2 separate regions of the Mus musculus genome follow, and region 1 is linked to region 2. Evidence: chromatin contacts called from public capture Hi-C data. All regions are on one chromosome and are shown on one strand. The core of a region is the stretch at or near the end of the contact, and the rest is flanking DNA. Distances in the headings are between cores, read along the strand shown.

What was found. Capture Hi-C pulls out chosen DNA fragments and counts their contacts.
Region 1: a contact with region 2 is called in a capture Hi-C map of macrophages, with 2.6 times the contacts expected there. The contact joins the promoter of Lzts1 here to the promoter of Lpl in region 2. A contact is called at or near these places in 3 of 39 promoter capture datasets (cranial neural crest, hematopoietic stem and progenitor cells and liver), 3 of 484 Hi-C or Micro-C datasets (cortical neurons, granulocyte-monocyte progenitors and uterus), 2 of 115 datasets of contacts at active chromatin or transcription factors (embryonic limb bud and microglia) and 3 of 9 other capture datasets (liver, macrophages and pancreatic islet).

What each region holds. Positions count from the first base shown.
Region 1 is chr8:69,182,712-69,185,464 of GRCm38.p6, forward strand. Lzts1 (leucine zipper, putative tumor suppressor 1) reads right to left here and starts at 1,487. Exons shown (of 4, transcript NM_001370971.1): 1 at 1,263-1,487.
Region 2 is chr8:68,878,922-68,881,880 of GRCm38.p6, forward strand. Lpl (lipoprotein lipase) reads left to right here and starts at 1,634. Exons shown (of 10, transcript NM_008509.2): 1 at 1,634-1,919. The coding sequence starts at 1,832.

The DNA.
Region 1 (2,753 bases), core at 237-2,736, 300 kb after region 2:
GAAGAAAGAGCTAGGTAAATACAAGGTGTGGGCCATTGCCTGATTAGGGTGCATTCTCTGCCCACAGACTCCTGCCCACATTCTGCTCTGTGCCAACCTTGAAGACTCTTACCCCTGTAAACTCTAACTTGGATATTCATGTGCATACACCTTTCAAACACCTCCATTTTCCTTCTGTCTGCCTGCAGAAAATTGTTTCTGAACTTGAAGGAAGCTCAGGTTACAAATCCTCAAAATCCCTTACCAGCAGCCCCCCCCCCCCCCCCGTCAGGATCTGGGTTCTGGGAGAAGTGCATGCGGGCAGCTCATCTCTCTGTGATGGGCTGAGACTAGATTGTGTTTCCAGGGAGGAGAGACCCTCTGGTGGAGAAGTCTCGATGACAGCTACCCAGAACCCAGAGCCTGCTCCTCAGCAATCCAAGGAGCATGCAGAAAACCTGAGGGCAGAAGGCATGGTTCTTGGATCCCTAAACATCTCTAGTGCTTGGGAAATTGAGGACTGACAACCCGTGGGTGAGCAGAATGCTCACATGTGCCACAGTTTAATCCCTTCCACTTGGAGCAGGGAAGGGAAACATCACCTGGTCCGTGGTGTTTGGGTTTCTATTGCTGAGTGAAGCCAGGGCAGATGAGAAGCAAAAACAGAGGGGATCTGATTCCCTGTGGTGAATGAGAAAAAGGAGTGAACTGAGGTGTGTCAGTGTGTGTCTATGTGTCTGTCTACCTGTGTATTCGTCCAAGCTCATTCCTATTCCTTCCAGACACATGTACCTCCAAAGTTCCAGCCAGCAAGGTAAAGTTCACTAGCCAGTCGCCAGCAGCTGGATCCTCTGTCTGGGGCCCCAGTCTCTGTGGCCTCACTTCCTCACCTCTCATTTCTTCATCTCTACATTCATGTCACCTAATGCACGTCTCCAAGATGAAATTCAGGTTTACGAGAATCCCCGGTCTGACAGACAAAGACATAAGGATTGACTGATGCACACCATTTCCTTCCGGCTGGGGTCAGATTAGAAATACAATCAGTGACAGGGAAGAAGACTCCCCCACACCTACCACTGCCCTTCACCCCGATAGTTACATGTAGAAACAAAGACACCTAGACAGACGCGGACACAGACAGACAAAGACCGACAGACGAGCGGACTCACTCCCGGGAGTGGTATGCTGTAGAAAGCGAAGTCTTCCCTGTGTCTGGGCCGTCCGCAGAGCTGTAGACCCTGCACGAAGGAGGAACAGGACCCTGGGTACCCGTACCTTACCTGTCTGTCCTCCTCCGCCTTGGGGATAGCTGCAAATGGCTGCAGATTTTGATTTTTCGGTGTATTTTGTGCAGTGCCCCTTTCTCTTTTTCTGGAGGGCTCCTAGAGCCGGCGGATCCCGCGTCGCTCAAGTCACACTCCCAGGAGCAGCAGAAAGACAGAGAAACTTTCGGACTGTGAGCTTGTCGGAGCCTCCCAGAGCCCGCCAGCTCGTCCGGGCGCTCTGGCCCTTGCGCTGGGTCCCTGGCCGCCGGCGGGGCGGGGTGGGGCGGGGCACGAGTGGGGCGGGGCCAGAGTCAACGACATTCATTGGCCCGCACTGCCTGCACCCTGTCCTGCTCTCTCCCCGGCCTTTGTTCCAGACTGACAGCTGGGGTTGCTCCGACCTCCTGGCTCCTCTGTGCCCAAAGCCCGCGCCGGTCAGGCTCGCAGTTTCTTAGCTCTCGTTTCATCACACTCGGGGGTTCCTGTCTGTTCAGCCTTTCTCTATCTTTCCTCATCTTCCACTGTCTCCTCGTTCTTGCTTTCTCTGTCTGCATTCTATTCGCCTTTGCATTTTCTTTACCCATTTTCTGCATTCCCTTCTTCTTTGCTACCTCTGCCTCTTACCGGTGATTTCTCCAGCCCAACTCCCAGCCACAACCCCAGCAAAAGGTTGAGTTTCTTGGTTTAAGGACCAAACTAACGGTCTAGAGGGGTTATGAGGGTATTGCTTCACCTTGCTGCGATTATAGACCAGAGAGCCCAGAGCCTCCTGACTTCAGTCCTCAAAAAGATCCAATTAAATTTTGACACTTCAGAAGCCTGAGTGATGCTAGCCAGTAATCCCAGGGACTTGAGAGAGGCTGAAACAGGAGAATTAAAAATTCAAGTCCTGCCTGGAGCACCGAAGTGTAACCTTGTTTCAAAATATAAAGTAGAAATATATAGGCAGGGCGGGCTGGATAATTAGCTCAGAGATAAAGGTTGTGGCCTTAATTTCGATCCCCAGCAGTAAAAGCATCAGCCATCCACCCACTTTTCACCACCTATCTGAGGGTACACTGAGGGTAAGATAGTGAAAAGCAGGCCAGTCTGAAGGCAGAGGCGCTGTCCAGAAATTGCCAGCTTTGCCCTGAAAGGGGCAGGTTAAGGGAAGGAGAGTAGGGATCACTAATAGCATGACTGAATCAGAGTCTTTCTGACACTCTCCTGCCCCAAACCTCTGCTGCTCCCTCCTGCTTTTGACCCTAGATTAATTTAAAGCTTTATTTAATTATGTAATTCTAGCTTCCTGAACACTAAAGAGGGAAAATAAATAGCCAGCCAGCCTGTAATCCCAGCACCTGGGAGACCTGGGAGACTGAGACAGGAGAGTTTATGCCAGACGTCTCTCTATCTATACGTTCCCCAGTTCCAGTTCCGAGTTCCATCCTTACTCCCACCTCTAACCACCACAGGCAGAATGATGCCTCTTTTGATGGAAGCCTTTTCTTCTTTCTGTGCCCCACT
Region 2 (2,959 bases), core at 384-2,883:
ATCTCATAAAATCTTGAAGTTCTCTGAAAGTTCCAGGTAGCAGTGCAGGTCGGTTTGGAGTCTGATCAAATGACTTTTAAGCTTGAAATTCGGCTGTGTGGCTATTCTAGATAAAACACAAAGCATTTCTACACTTCTGTTTTTATGTCTTTTATGCCACTGCCATGTTTTAAAATTAGAGCTTCCTATATACTTCTTTCAGAGGTTGGCCATATTCTAGTTATGTGCCCTGGAGTATCTCTGCCATTTCCAAAGTTGTTCAGTGGGGTTTCGCTCTTGCCAACTTTCAAGATCCACCACATGCGTTGGAGCCAGTAATGAACGTGGATGATGCATTGCTTAGCGATTGCAGTGCAAGATGAGATGGCGAGACATCTGGCTGGAATTCATCTACACAACAGCATGTTTGGCTTTTATCTGATAGTTGTGAGAAATTTAAAAAGCGGGCTTATATTAAAGTATATAGTTTTTGATCCCCTTAACCTCCAAGGGTGTGTGTGTGTGTGTGTAGAGAGAGAGGGAACCATCCTAAAAATATTGAGATCAGTAAAGAGAACTAATTTTTTGAGGTGGTTTCTCAGCATTAAGGTGGGGAATTTAATGTTTATTGGTTTTTTTTTCTAGCTAATCAGCACCCTTTTCATTTAAAAAGATACTTGCAGATGAGCACAGTATATGATGTGCTTTTATTTTTCTTGCTTTTCTACAAACATGTGCTAGTCCACTTTGCAAAAGCTCAGTATTCACCCTTGCAAAGTACAATTTAATATCAACGCATCAACATAGCTGAACAATGATAAGCATAATGGAATTTGGAATATTTCTATCATGCTCCTCACCCTGCCCCCACACTCCTAGCACCCCATATCCCCTCGCCCTGGAACATCACTAATCTATGGACTGTCTTTGTAGGTTTGGAATGGTCATTTGGCATGGCCTCTCCCACTGAAAATCCAGGATAGCTTAAAATGTTTGACCATGACTTTCTGCCTCTGAAAATAGATGTTATTCTTGAGTTTCTTGCTGAATTAAAGGATCGAGTACAATTTACATAAGGCAAAAATTAGAAACTAGTTAAAGCAAGTGGGTCTTTTCTTCTACTACAGAAGGAGACCCATATTGCCAAGATACAAAGCAGACCGTGCAGGCACCATGCGCTGAGCAATATGTGTCCTAAGGTCCCTTTGGCGCGTGGGGACCTGTGGGTGGGTGGGGGAGGGTGTGCGTTTGAAAGGATCTCTCAAGTTTAACAAAGATTTATCAAAAGGTTGTATGTGTGTGAGTGTGAAAGTGTTAGGTACACGCTGTTTAAGAGCAAAACTTCTTCCCCTTAGAAAACGGATCGTAGACTACTCAACATAAATCAGTGTAAACCCCTCCTCTCTGCCTCTATAGGGGTCCCTAGGGACCAGATTCCTCCCGGTAGGCAAACTGGAGTCTAAACAACAAGCAAGCTTTCCTTCCTGCCCTTTCCCCTTCTTCTCGCTGGCACCGTTGAGCCTCGTTACCGTTTGCTCAAATATTTGGAAGTGCATTTAGAGTCCTCCCCCCAACTTATGATTTTATAGCCAATAGGTGATGAGTCTTATTTGCATATTTCCAGTCACTTAAACAGCTGTGCAGTGGAAACAGTGTCAGACTCTCGATTTCTCCTCCTACTCCTCCTCCGAGGAATTCTGCCCCTTGTAACTGTTCTGCCCTCCCCTTTAAAGGTTGACTTGCCCTACGGCGCTCCACCGCGCTCCAGTCCTCTTGCGCCTCCTGCTCAACCCGCTCCTGACTGCCCCACGCCGCGTAGTTCCAGCAGCAAAGCAGAAGGGTGCACCGGGAGATGGAGAGCAAAGCCCTGCTCCTGGTGGTCCTGGGAGTTTGGCTCCAGAGTTTGACCGCCTTCCGAGGAGGGGTGGCCGCAGCAGACGGTACGTTTTTCGCGCCAACTCCCCCTACCCCCACCTGCAGACCCGGACAGGACCACTTTTTCTCCATCTGAAGATGGGAGGGAGAAAGTTGGAAGTACGTGCATGCACTGGGACTCCCAGGCGCAGTAAATTCCCGGGAAGGGTGGCTGGAATGGAATCCAGGAGGAGAAGGGAGAGACTCTGCCTCCCATCACGCTACGGCGACTCTGGGTTCCCGCTTTTTTTTCCTTTCTCCTGAGTTCCCACTCGGTCTCCTGCTCTCTCCCGCCGACTGCCATCGCAGGGAACGGCTGGGGCGTGGGGTGTGGAGCCTAGGATGGGGAGACGCAGAGGCCGAGCAAAGCTGTAGTGACCGGTGGTGACCTCCCTATAGGGAATAGGGGTGCTGAATGCAAGGCACGCGGGCCAAAGTGACCCTAACTTTGCTGGGACTGCGGGTCAGACCCCTCTAGAAGCGGGAAGAGTGAATCGAGGGTGCAGGTGGGAGGACGCGTTGTGTGCATTCCAACTGTACAGGGCGCTGTCGCTCTCGGCGGGGGGTTGTGAGCTACAGTGAAAGTGGGAGTGCGCGGTGGCGCCCGGGAACGCGTGGCGCAGAGTCCTGGAAGCTGGCGTCCTGCAAGCGTTCCTGTGCTCGGCTTAGCTCAGTACTCAAGAAAGCCCAGAAATGAACCTACCCTCCAGAAAACGAGGTTCAGCCACCAGCCGACTGGAGCCTGTGGCTTGGAGGTTGCCAGTTCAGCTCTGTGTCCTTTCCTTGCTGTCCCAGGAGAGGCTCGCCCTAAGGGAGGCGCTCAGCTAGCTGAGAGCACATGGGATTCTCTAGAGCCTAAGGGAGATCGCTTTCAACACTAGGTGAAAAAAAAAAAAAAAGCGGCCACCTCCACGGCTCTGCCTGCTCTCTGCCTAGAGAAGACTAGGGTCAGTAGCAAGTTGCTTTATGGCCTTGAAGTCGAGACCTGCCCACAATTGAGAAGCCTTGTAACTTGAACCTTGATTGAGCTAACAGAACACAGACTCAAAATGTGACTGAACTCAGT